Linked DNA regions of Mus musculus: all the other regions are linked to region 1. Evidence: chromatin contacts called from public Hi-C and HiChIP or PLAC-seq data. All regions are on one chromosome and are shown on one strand. Each heading gives the region's core, a stretch centred on a gene start, on an enhancer-like site or on the middle of the called end of the contact. The rest is flanking DNA. Distances are from core to core; before and after follow the strand shown. Region 1 holds the start of Antxr2 (anthrax toxin receptor 2). Region 2 overlaps Antxr2 (anthrax toxin receptor 2). Region 3 overlaps Antxr2 (anthrax toxin receptor 2).

Region 1 (3,612 bases), core at 605-3,104:
GAAGTGATCACTGGCTCCTAGCTTTGTCTTGGCTGGGAGAGATGCAAATTAAAAGCCCAGTGGGGTGTGGGATAACCTTCCTTTAAGTTGTTGATCACAGGTGTCCCAAAATCAATACAGGCTATTACCATTACTCTTGGTTGCCTACCGGAACTTGATGTCAAGACCCTTTAGCTGTAGACACCATGCATTTTGGACACAGGACTTTGAGGAACCCATCTGGAACTGACCTGTAGTCTCCCGAAATCTAGCTCTTATAGTCTTAGAATTGATTATGTGAGCTGCCAAGAGAGAAAAGCCATCAATAGTCCTGCCTACCAGTGAAGCCTGCAAGCCACAGGAATGGCTAACATGGAGAGATATGCTCATTTCTACAATATAGGGTGATAACTGTTTTCTGATTGGGATTAAGGCTCACTCCACAGAAAGAAACGTATCTTTCTCCAAGATACTCCAAGAGCCTGTGGCTGTGGTGCTCATGGGCCACAGGAATGAACCTATTACTTTGATGTCAAATAAATGGACATCAAAGCAAACGACCCTCTGAATTCATGTCTCTCTACTTGTAGATCAGCCAGCGCAACTCTGAGACCTCATCAGACAAGTTTCTCAGTGCAGGGGATGGTGGTTAATGCACAAACCCACAAATGGTCAAATCGAAGAGAATAAATGCTCGTGGATTGCCCAGCCACAAATGGGACATACAAATCACAAGCCCTCCTTAACGTTCCAGGACAATCCACAAAGGGTGGGAGTAAGGTGAGTGAAAAGATTCACAGAACTCTAGGTCAGGGGCACTACAGCTCAGCGCTGGCCTCTGGGCATGACGGGATTGCTGCATGCATGAACACACAGCCGCTGAGGTTGTCGCACAATATCCTCAGAAGATCAAGCCAGTCAACCTGCTAGCATGGAGTGGGAAACTTTTTTTTTTTTTTTTTTTTTTTAATGAAATCCCACCGGTCACCCTGGAGCTATGCACAGTAGAAGGCTTCCGAGTGGGGCTATGGTTTTCTTTAAGGGTGTGGTTCTTTGAAGGCTAAACCTACTCCATTGAATGGTCCCCACGTGGACCAGGAGTATATAGACTGCTCAAATTGGAGTCTATGGGTTCTTGACAAAAGGGACACGAAGTTGAGGTGTGTGTAGGGAGGTGAGGGTTGATTTCAGAGGAGTTAGGGGTAGGGAGGTGTTGGGTGTGTGTGTGTGAAAAATATATATGATCAGTACACGTCGCATGAAACTCTCAGAATTAATGAAAAATGGAAAAATTATCAAATAGAAAAAAAAAGAGAAAGAAAAGAGGAAGTCCCCTTTCTTAAACCTTAAATCCTGCGTCACTAGGTCGGTGTGTGATGGATGAAAGGTGCGGAGGGATGAGGCATAAGGCCGTCACTATCCAGGAGACAGCTGGTCCTGAGTCTCTAAACCACGCGGAGGGCCGTTCCAGCACAGCTGGGGAAAACAGGCCGGGCCAGGCTTGCGGGAGAGTTGGATATGTTTAGTATCTAGAGGACGTTTGTTTTTCAGAACTCCTCTCTCCCTTCCGAAATCTGGCAGGCGTTAGTCATCCGCTGCTCAGCACGAACCCTCAAGTGTGCTTGTGTGGCTCGTCGGGCTTCCTCCCGGCGCCCCGCCCTCGGGCTCGCACGAGCAGACCGGTCAGCGCCCACTCCCACCCCCCAGGCCTGAGGTGCCCGGCGGCCTGCCGCTCCCCCGGGTGCTTAGCATCCCGGGCTGCAGAGGCTCGCCCCGCGCGGCGCGGCGCCAGGTTGGGGCAGGGAAGAAAGTTATAAAGTGCCGCGAGGAGTTGGGCGGTCCGAGGAAGAGAGGCGGAAGAGGAGGACTCGGCTGAGTTCCCGCGGCGATCGTGGGGTCCGCGGGTGCCTGTCCCGCAGCTCACCACCGCAGCTAGACGCCAGCCTTTCTGCTCCCGGGTGGGCGCCGGAGACTCAGCGGGAGGCGAGGAACTTGTCCCGAGAGCTGTCGCTGCGGGCCTCATTGTCTGCAGCAACTCTCCGGAATCCGGAGTGGGAGAACTGGACTCTGTCCACTGGGATTTGCCCAGAGTTCCGGCGGCAGCTGTGGCGGCTGCGGAGACTCTCTTTGTCCTCCCAGGACCTCGCTCTCTCTCCTCAGTGGCAGCTGTTGGGTGGCTCTGAGCTTGGAGAGGGCATCCCAGCCCCGCTCAGCCTCTGACCCCCGGGCGAGTCCCCGGTGACTCCGCCTCTTTCACGTCTCTGCTCTGTGAAGCCCGGAGCCCAGAACCCCGAGCCCAAGGGACTGTGAGCCAGAGAGAGCTGCCGGGCCCCGGCCACAGGATGGTGGCCGGTCGGTCCCGGGCGCGCAGCCCTGGGAGCTGGCTGTTCCCTGGCCTGTGGTTGTTGGCTGTGGGCGGTCCGGGGTCGTTGCTGCAAGCCCAGGAGCAGCCCTCTTGCAAAAAAGCCTTCGATTTGTACTTCGTACTGGACAAGTGAGTGAAGGAGGACTGTGGGGTCAGGGTCTCCTGGGGGGAGGGCAGCTCTGAATCAGCTAGGACTGAAGTTGAGATGTGTTTGGATTCTGGGGGAGGCGACGAGGGAACTCTCCCTAGTGTGCATGTGGCTGACTCCTTTCAAAGGCAAGCTCATTAGCTGTACAGGAATAGGGGCTGCGAGACTCCAGGGCTACTTGGTTCTCCAAAGGAGAGGCGTGCAGTGCTTTTTTTGTCCTGGAATCTTTTGGGAAACGGTAGTGTGGCCACCTGCAGCTCGTTTCCTCCCAGGAACTTTTGTGCCTCTTTATCATACTCCCCCTAGACCCCCACGGACATTCTAAAGTTTGCCTAATTTTATCCTGATCACACTGGGAGCCAGGGGGGGGGGGGGAAAGCCTTAATATACCCAATGTGGCTTGCATTTCCTGAGAAATGAGGGCTTGTGTTTTTATTTTGAAAAGCCAGGTCTCTCTCTAAACAGTACAAAGCAAGTGTCCCCCCCCCCCCCCCCAAGAAGTGTGGTCTTCCTGGTTTCCTTGATTCAGCCCAAACACTAAAGTTTCAGCTCTGAACATGGACATGAACAAGCACACTTAACTTTGAAGAGGGGAGTCAGTCCCCGCCCCCTATCCCTGACCCCCGACCTCCACCCCCCATCATGCGCCTTTTAAAACTGAAGAAATGTTTGCCATTAAGGCCCACTTTTTGTCTTTCTGATCAATTTATCTTCCTTTTTCAGGTCTGGCAGTGTAGCAAATAACTGGATTGAAATTTATAATTTTGTCCACCAGCTGACAGAGAGATTTGTGAGGTATGTCTCCCCATCGTACCTTTCTTGGCATTGGAAAGGAAATCGAACAAACAGCCGGGTTTCCCTGTTCTAAAACCCTTCTCATGGGAAATCTTTCCCGAAATCAAAATGTTGAATTTTAAACGTCTCAAGGTGGCCCTTTCACACATGGTGTGCAGGCGAGACTTTCAGCTAACCCTTGCAAGTTCAATTTATCTGGCTCCCAGAAACTTGGCCCAGGGTGTGAGGGAACATCTTCAAATACAATTCTTAATGTCTTTTCCTTTTCGACCACTCATCTGTTTTGAGTTTGAGTTATGCTTTCTCATAATTTATCACATTTAAA
Region 2 (3,612 bases), core at 732-3,231, 120 kb after region 1:
CTGCATAGGATGTCTTCATTCATTTTCATCGCATCATAGGTGAGACACCTAAATGTACTGGAAGAAGATGCCAGATGGACACAAGAAACCCCAGCAGCTGGAATACTGAATTATGTAACAACAACAACAAAAATGTATCTTGGTCCTATCCTACACCGAGGATTTCAAATTAGGGGATGATGTGTTTATAAAGACAGAAAACCTAAAATTGTCTTCCCAGCTTTATTTTGTGTTATATCAATACCCAGCTTCACTTTTTGTTGAGGACTAAATGAGTTAAGACACTCGACTCACTGTGAGCATTGCCAGACCTGGAATAAACACGCTCAGTGATTGTAGCCATGTTAGCCTTTGGGGCTGATACACAGGCAGAGAAAGCAGATGCTGACTCAAGACTCTGGAAGCTGGAATGATGCGAATTTTGAGGCATGAGCTTTCCCCATACTCGAGTTAAATATTGCTATCTAATGATGCGTTGTGAGAGTATCCTCCTAAAAGTGGAATATACACACTGGTCATATTTTGTGCAATGCTTAGTGTACTGAGTGGTCTTCTGTCAGGCAGCAGATCTCCATAGATCTCCCTTCATTAGTACCTGCAGTGGGCAGCTCTTCTTGGGTGTGGCATGAAGGGGAAGGCTTTTGCTCCTGGCCAAGCTTGCTCTGGTGTCAAAGAAACTGTTTGCAGTAAATAGCTTGAAATGAAGATGAGATTAAACAAACATGCTTTAAATCAACACATGTCTGTTTCTAATATATTTCTACTTGATTATTTATTGGAATATGCAAGAATACAATGTTGTGAAATCACTGAATGGCTGAGAGTATAATTTCTAATTCAATTTCTTCATCTTGCTGTTGGCAGTTGTTCCTCGGGCTCTGGGGATGAAACATTGAACTATAACCGAGAATCAGAAGGGCAGAAGGATCTGCCAGCAGTGGTGGACATGCTTAATGTATTTAAAGGATTAATGGGCTATTCAAATTAAAACCCCCAACAACAGTGTGCAATGCTAGCTCTCTAATGCATGCATGGCAACCACATGGGCTGCAGCACTAGCCCTTGCCTTACTTATGTATTGCAGGGGGCACAATAGAGATAGGATTTTTTCTTAGATCTTGAAGGCTGAAAATGCACTTTGGATTATCCCACAAATTAGAAATGTACATGTAGTACAAGATTTCATGTTTCTATTCTTACCTCAAGTAGTATAATATATATGGTTTGTGTGTGTGTGCATGTGTGTGTGTGCATGTGTGTATGTATGGTTCCAGAGTAGAATATAGTAAATATATATATATATATATATATATATATATATATATATATATATGAACATTTTTCTCCTACTACAGCAGTTTTAAATGGTCTCATGATTTAATGGTTTTTAATGAGGGCAGCAGTAGCAATTATTTCTATATGTAATGCAATATATTAGCCTCTCCAGATAGCAAAGTAGCAGTTCTTAAGGTAATATATGACTTTTCCAGTATTATTTAATTTTTCCTGTATGGCCAGCATTAGTAATTGAGAGTGTGATGTGAAAATGCACCAGCACTCTGGATACATTCCTCAGGCGGGAACCCTATAGCCCTTTCTCTCCCTTCCTTTAGTCAGTGCTCTGCAGTTCATAAACATATTCTCTGGTGCTGTGTTTCTCAACATTCCTGCTGCCACAACCCTTTAAGACAGCTCCTCATGCTGTGTTGAGACCCAGCCATGAGATTATTTCATTGCTACATGTAACCATAATTTTACTACTGGGATGAATCAAAATGAACATATCTGATATACAGGATATCTGATATGCGACTCCAAAGGAATTGCGGCCCACAGGTTGAAAACTACTGCTCTAGAGGTTTCTGTGTTGTAAACCCTATGGGTAGCAACCTCTGGCAAGATCTACCTAGGGCAGAAACAAGTCTATCTAGAATCATCAAGAGAACCTGCTGACTCAGGCCATTCGCTAGTCTTGTGACAGTGGCTGTCTAAATACGAAGGTCTACAGTCATACCCACGATGAGTCATTTGGGATGAATGAATAGATGAAAAGAGGAACCAGACCTCAAAATAGTATTTGTTGATTTTAGCTTACAACCAATGCATTATGGGGTACCACTACATGATTAAAAGCAAACAAAAACAAAAACAAGACAAAACTGACACCTCAGTGTTTAGTACTAACTGGAACTCAGCCTGCGCTTTATCACACTCGTTGTTACTTAACAACAAAGAACATTTCATAGTCTCTTTATTTCTAGTAACAAACATTAAAATAAAAAAATGTATTTCAGTGATTGGATGATCAAATTCTTCCCTTTAAGTACTTGCACCTAGCACCATCCAGTAGTTTGAAAAAGTAATAAACATAATTAGATCTTACCTATATTTGATACTGGGTAGAAAAGTCTGTAGATTTATAAAGACTGTTACTTTTCATGGTGTTAATAACTGGCAAGAGCTCAAAGTGAATTCGCCTAAGGTTGTACAATGATCTTAAGTCAACTGCTTTTGAATTATTCTCTGTGTTACTTTTTTCCTTCATCTGATGTTTTAGGCTTGCATTCTTTGCCCAGTCGTTAAATTTTAACTATTTCACTAATGACTTCCATCAACAGTTATATGTGAAGGTTTTATGGCAAAATAAATTATCTTCGAAGGAAAAGAAGGTCTTATAGAATTAGGTAGGAACCATGACGACATTATGGTAGTGTCTTTATCTTTGGGCAGTCAGGTTCAGAATCACTTGTGGGCAACAACTAAGCTGAGTGCTGTGGTATCGCCACTACTTTCAGTGCTGGTTGTGAACGGGCAGTGATCATGTTAACAGTGGCCACAACCTGATGACAGAGGTCTAAAATAAGACTGTTACATATCACCTAAAAATCAATCGGCATAGAGAATAGTTGAGTCCCATAAAAAGCCACTGTGCCTAAGTAGCTATGTCATTTGTGGCACACAGGTATTTTTTGAGAATAAAGTAGACGTTTATTCCATATAATTTTAGTTCAGATGTAGAGAAGAAAGAGAAGGTAATAATGAATACATTGCAAGTTACACACTGTTTGAAAAGGTACTGGAACTGATGAAGTTGCAAAAGCAATCCAGGAAGCTCAGGCAGGACGTCATCACACATAGTAAAAGTACAGAAGAACCTACAGAAGGAGGCATCAACTGGTGCGAGGGTAAAGGAGACACACTCAGGTGGAGAGGTGCTTACATTGAAGGCCTCTGCTGTGCAGTAACCGAAGGTCAGAGGATCATTGCTTATTGACTTCAATTTGCCAATAGAAAATATATTCTAATTATCCTCAAGCAGCATATATATTTTTAATAATAGCAGACAAATAGAAGTTAGCTGTTTATCATGACATATTTGTAGTGAAATAATTTTAAAGTGTGGGCTTCAGATAGAAGGAAAGCAGAATATTCGAGAATTGGTAAATTGCACAGAAGATGGCCAACACAAGAGTGAACGCAAGACAAGGAGGCTTTGCTAAATAATATTCTCAATGAGTCCAGCATCTTTATTTTATAAATGTAGGCAATGATGTAAGGAAATCTGACTCATTTTCTCAGCATTATATAATCATTGACTAGCAGGGAGAGATT
Region 3 (3,612 bases), core at 404-2,903, 69 kb after region 1:
ATCAGTTATGAGGTAGAATATGAAGAGTTCCCTTTTGGTACCATTTGATGACAGATGTGTCTGAGTGACAGTGGTCCCTCCGTGGTGATGTTATAAAAGCTTCTGCCTCTACAAATGTTAGTACTTTCTTTGCAAAGTGATTGTGGGAGTCACCCCCACCCAACCCAAATCCCATGTGATGTTTACTAGAGAACTGGACTCAGCCTTCCAGAGGTTTCTGTTTGCCTTCTTGGGTCCCTTCAGGTAGCATTCACTCTCTCAGACTCTATGCTCCCTCCACAGTGGCTTCTTTCTTTTGTGAAAGGCCTTTCATTGAGACTACACAGTTCCCTCACCTGCTCATCCTTCCTCAAGCATTGCCTGCCAGGTTCCCCCATGTGTCTATTGGGTCTCCTTCCTCAGACTTCATAGTGTCATTATTTGTTTGAGTTCCATCTCTATTACACATTGGCTACAGGAGTGCATATTCAGTATGTGGCCTTGGCACCTGTTTAACAGTCTTGCCTTTGGTATTGGCTTCTCAGGTATGGTTTAGATGAATGGGAAAGCATTTTTAGATGTCTGTCACATATATCGAATCCATCTAATTCAAGAAAAAAAATGACAATCATGAGTTGAATATTTTTGAGGATTTTTCAACTGGAGGTCTGTGTACTGACAACATTTCTAAGTAAAAGCCGGACACTTTTAGTTTGTGATCGTGACACAGCTCTAGGAGTGACAAGACCTACTTTCATGTTCTTCCTCATCTGGCTTCAGGTCCACACCTTGGCGTCAGCTCATAGGACTCTTGTTTTCATTCTTCGTCTTTCCTTAATTGTTTATAAAGTTATGTGAACAATGAAATTACTTCCTTCATCACACTGATCGCTCCATGCTCTGATGTTAGCTCTGATAATGAAAACAAGGGAAATGGGGAAGCTGGGGTTCATACACAGTGAGCACAGCTAGTGTTTGGGATAAGTACAAACAGACTCAGAGCAAGGTCAGGTAGCTTTAAATCATTGCTTCCTCCCAACTGATTTTCCATCATGCTTGGCTGAGACAAAGGGAAGTGAGATCTGTAGTTCTTTAGAATATATGTAATCTAGTTTTACATTTTGCAGAAAGTCTTTGGAATCTATGGATAGTGTCACCACACTATACATCTATTTCCTTTGTGGAGACACATTGTTTTTTGTCAGTCTTACTAATAGAGGCCCTTGATTTTGAGGGAAAAAAATCAAGAATTTTAAGTGCTTATCTACTTAATATTTATTTCAAAAGTCTGCATAGGTTTGTGAGTTTCTTGTTCATTGAATATGCGTAGGAAGAACAAATCGGCCACAGTTTTTGCTGACTCGTGGCCTTCATTTGCATTTCCTCGTCTGTGAAAAGGATATAAATGTGAAAAAAGGGAGATCTGGATGTTCACAGAGTTCTCCCTGAAGGTGTACAGCACATCCACACTGAGAGTATATTGCTGAGTTGCCAGGCCTAAGTAGGGGTTGAGGATCTCCACAAGATCCTGTCGCTGAAAGTAAGACCAAGAATGCATAGGGTTCTCCCAGAGTCCACTGCAGTTTCTCTTCTAGGAAGTGCTTGTCCTGCATATTCCTGCCTTCCTAGTGCGGTACTTACTGTAACTGCCTGTGGGGGTGGTGTGGTTTGTATCTTAAGTCTTCAACGTGTGGGGAAAGAGGACGGGCTTCCTGTTCTTTCCCAATCTATACTCACTTGTCTTCTGTTCGCCTTAAGAAGACGGTATTTAGATGCTTGTCTAAAGTTCTCGATAGAGTATTTCTTCCTCTTTGTTTTTCCTTCCTGAGTTCTTTCCTTCTTAAAAACAAACAAATCCAACAAAAGACAACCAACTAAAATGGCTTTCCTGGGAGTCCCAGAGACGTTGGGTTTGGAAGAGACACTGTTTTCATGTAAAGTCAGTGCCCAGTTCTGTGTATGAAATGAAAGTGTGGATGTCCGTTTCGACACCTGTGTCATCACGTGGAGTCTTGTTGATTTGGAGTTCACTTTCTTGGTATGTAGCTTGCAAATGTCAAGCAAGGAGCATCAAGTGGTAAAGCTGATGGGTAAATGGCCTTGGGATTCCTAGGAGATGCACAGTCAGGACAGAAAAATGGAATTAAATCATCCAAAGGTCATAGTTAATTCCATTGTAAAAGCACTGTCGTTAACATGTAGGAGGATTCTGTCTAAATGTGTCGCCTGATCCCGTGGGGCATTTGTAGCTCTGGACTCTTAGGAAGGGTTCCTACTGGAAACAGTTAGCCTGAGGCCTGAAGGATGACTCAGTGGTTGCTACAGTGCCGCTTACAGGCTGGACCCAGAGCAGGTGCCCAAAGGGTAGAGGAGCTCGGTGGACAGACAGTGGAGAAACATAAGTGTAGGTCTTGCCTGCGTCAGATGTGACCAGAAGGCAGTGAGAGGAAGGACTTATCAGACTGAAGTTTCACTGAGACACAGGCATTGTTTTCTTATCAACCTGCATTTTATATCTACCTCACCCTCCAAGTACATAAAGTAATTGCTGTTGTATCACCATAAAACCTGGGGAAACTTTGCCTGGAAGAAATTGGACTTGAAACAACGTAATTGTTGCCTAAGCACAAAAGTCCCTAAGGGACCATTTGTTTAATCCTCAAAAGTTGTGGCTCTCACGTTCTTTTAAGACATATTTAAATCAGTCTGCAGCATGTTGGAAGATGCGGCATGTCTTGTTAACCATCTTCGCATGACATAACATGCTATAAGTGAGATACAAAAAACTTTACAATTAGAAAAATACATTCATAACATTTAAAAGAGTGCAACAGAATCTCGGTCTGATATTGTCTGGCCATTTTCACCCAGTGTGGGCTTCTTACAAAGGATAAAGAGCTTGTGGGTTTTGATCTTAAACTTCACTTTTGATTCTTTATTTTCTTCCTCTACAGACCAATGGGATTGCAGCCATCGTAGCTATTTTGGTGTTGTTGCTGCTCTTGGGTGCTGCCTTGATGTGGTGGTTTTGGCCCCTTTGCTGCAAAGTGGTAAGAAGAATTTTCAACTCTTATTAATTTTTTTTCAAAGCACTACGATACAAAGTAAGGCCTGGTATATGAATCAATGTCACATGGTCCCGCAAATTAATTAGGGAATGGATTAATCCAGCAATTACAACAGCAACGTTTTAATTGGCAACTTGAATCTCCATTATTTTATAACTATAGTAAATCTTAGAAAATACTTGCTAATACTTGTAGCATAAAGCCCACCTCAAAGACAATTTGGAGCTCAGGTTGGTGGACAGAAGTGTCAGGAGATTGGAGGTAGATGGGATGAAAGTCATTTCCACTCAAGCTCAAGGATAGTTCTGATAAATGGATGCTGCTTTCCACCACCATCAGGAGAACCACAGGTTCTGTGGCTGTTTTAAAGGCTCATATCTTTGAAGGTCTACTACACACGATGTTCTTATATCTTACAACTGTAACGTGTTTTAGAGGTAAGTCCAATGCCAACTTAGGCTATCAGTTAAACAGGTCCTTTTAGAGACAGACAAACAGCTTATGCCATTTTAACGTTTACAGAAAGCACATGCAAAAGTCTGGACTGTGGAACTCCCTCTGTTTT

What was found. A called contact is a pair of places that touch in the nucleus more often than the background predicts. HiChIP or PLAC-seq counts read pairs in DNA pulled down with a chosen protein or histone mark.
Region 2: an H3K4me3 HiChIP or PLAC-seq map of bone marrow-derived macrophages shows a contact between it and region 1, with 2.4 times the contacts expected there. The contact joins the enhancer-like site here to the promoter of Antxr2 in region 1. A contact is called at or near these places in 1 of 39 promoter capture datasets (3T3-L1-derived adipocytes), 2 of 484 Hi-C or Micro-C datasets (bone marrow-derived macrophages and macrophages), 3 of 115 datasets of contacts at active chromatin or transcription factors (CD8 T cells, bone marrow-derived macrophages and embryonic stem cells) and 2 of 9 other capture datasets (adipose tissue and liver).
Region 3: a Hi-C map of neutrophils shows a contact between it and region 1, with 2.8 times the contacts expected there. The contact joins the enhancer-like site here to the promoter of Antxr2 in region 1. A contact is called at or near these places in 4 of 39 promoter capture datasets (the 3T3-L1 cell line, the C10 cell line, macrophages and 1 more), 1 of 15 datasets of contacts at CTCF or cohesin (the NIH/3T3 cell line), 12 of 484 Hi-C or Micro-C datasets (CD8 central memory T cells, erythroblasts, granulocyte-monocyte progenitors and 4 more), 7 of 115 datasets of contacts at active chromatin or transcription factors (CD8 T cells, the NIH/3T3 cell line, the SCID.adh cell line and 4 more) and 2 of 9 other capture datasets (adipose tissue and liver).

Annotation. Positions count from the first base shown.
Region 1 is chr5:98,029,259-98,032,870 of GRCm38.p6, reverse strand. Antxr2 (anthrax toxin receptor 2) reads left to right here and starts at 1,854. Exons shown (of 17, transcript NM_133738.2): 1 at 1,854-2,473; 2 at 3,216-3,287. The coding sequence starts at 2,322. It also overlaps Gm42759.
Region 2 is chr5:97,912,495-97,916,106 of GRCm38.p6, reverse strand. The region is part of intron 16 of Antxr2 (anthrax toxin receptor 2); the gene reads left to right. Among named protein-coding and RNA genes, the nearest start is that of Gm34097, 67 kb to the right of the region's middle. Within about 2 kb of position 1,981, at least 33 of the 459 cell types and tissues checked have an H3K27ac peak or open chromatin away from gene starts, as enhancers often do. A contact at or near this core is called in 3T3-L1-derived adipocytes, adipose tissue, bone marrow-derived macrophages and 1 more, where this site is marked.
Region 3 is chr5:97,960,027-97,963,638 of GRCm38.p6, reverse strand. It overlaps Antxr2 (anthrax toxin receptor 2), which reads left to right. Exons shown (of 17, transcript NM_133738.2): 12 at 2,934-3,029. Among named protein-coding and RNA genes, the nearest start is that of Gm34226, 54 kb to the left of the region's middle. Within about 2 kb of position 1,653, at least 20 of the 459 cell types and tissues checked have an H3K27ac peak or open chromatin away from gene starts, as enhancers often do. A contact at or near this core is called in bone marrow-derived macrophages, macrophages and neutrophils, where this site is marked.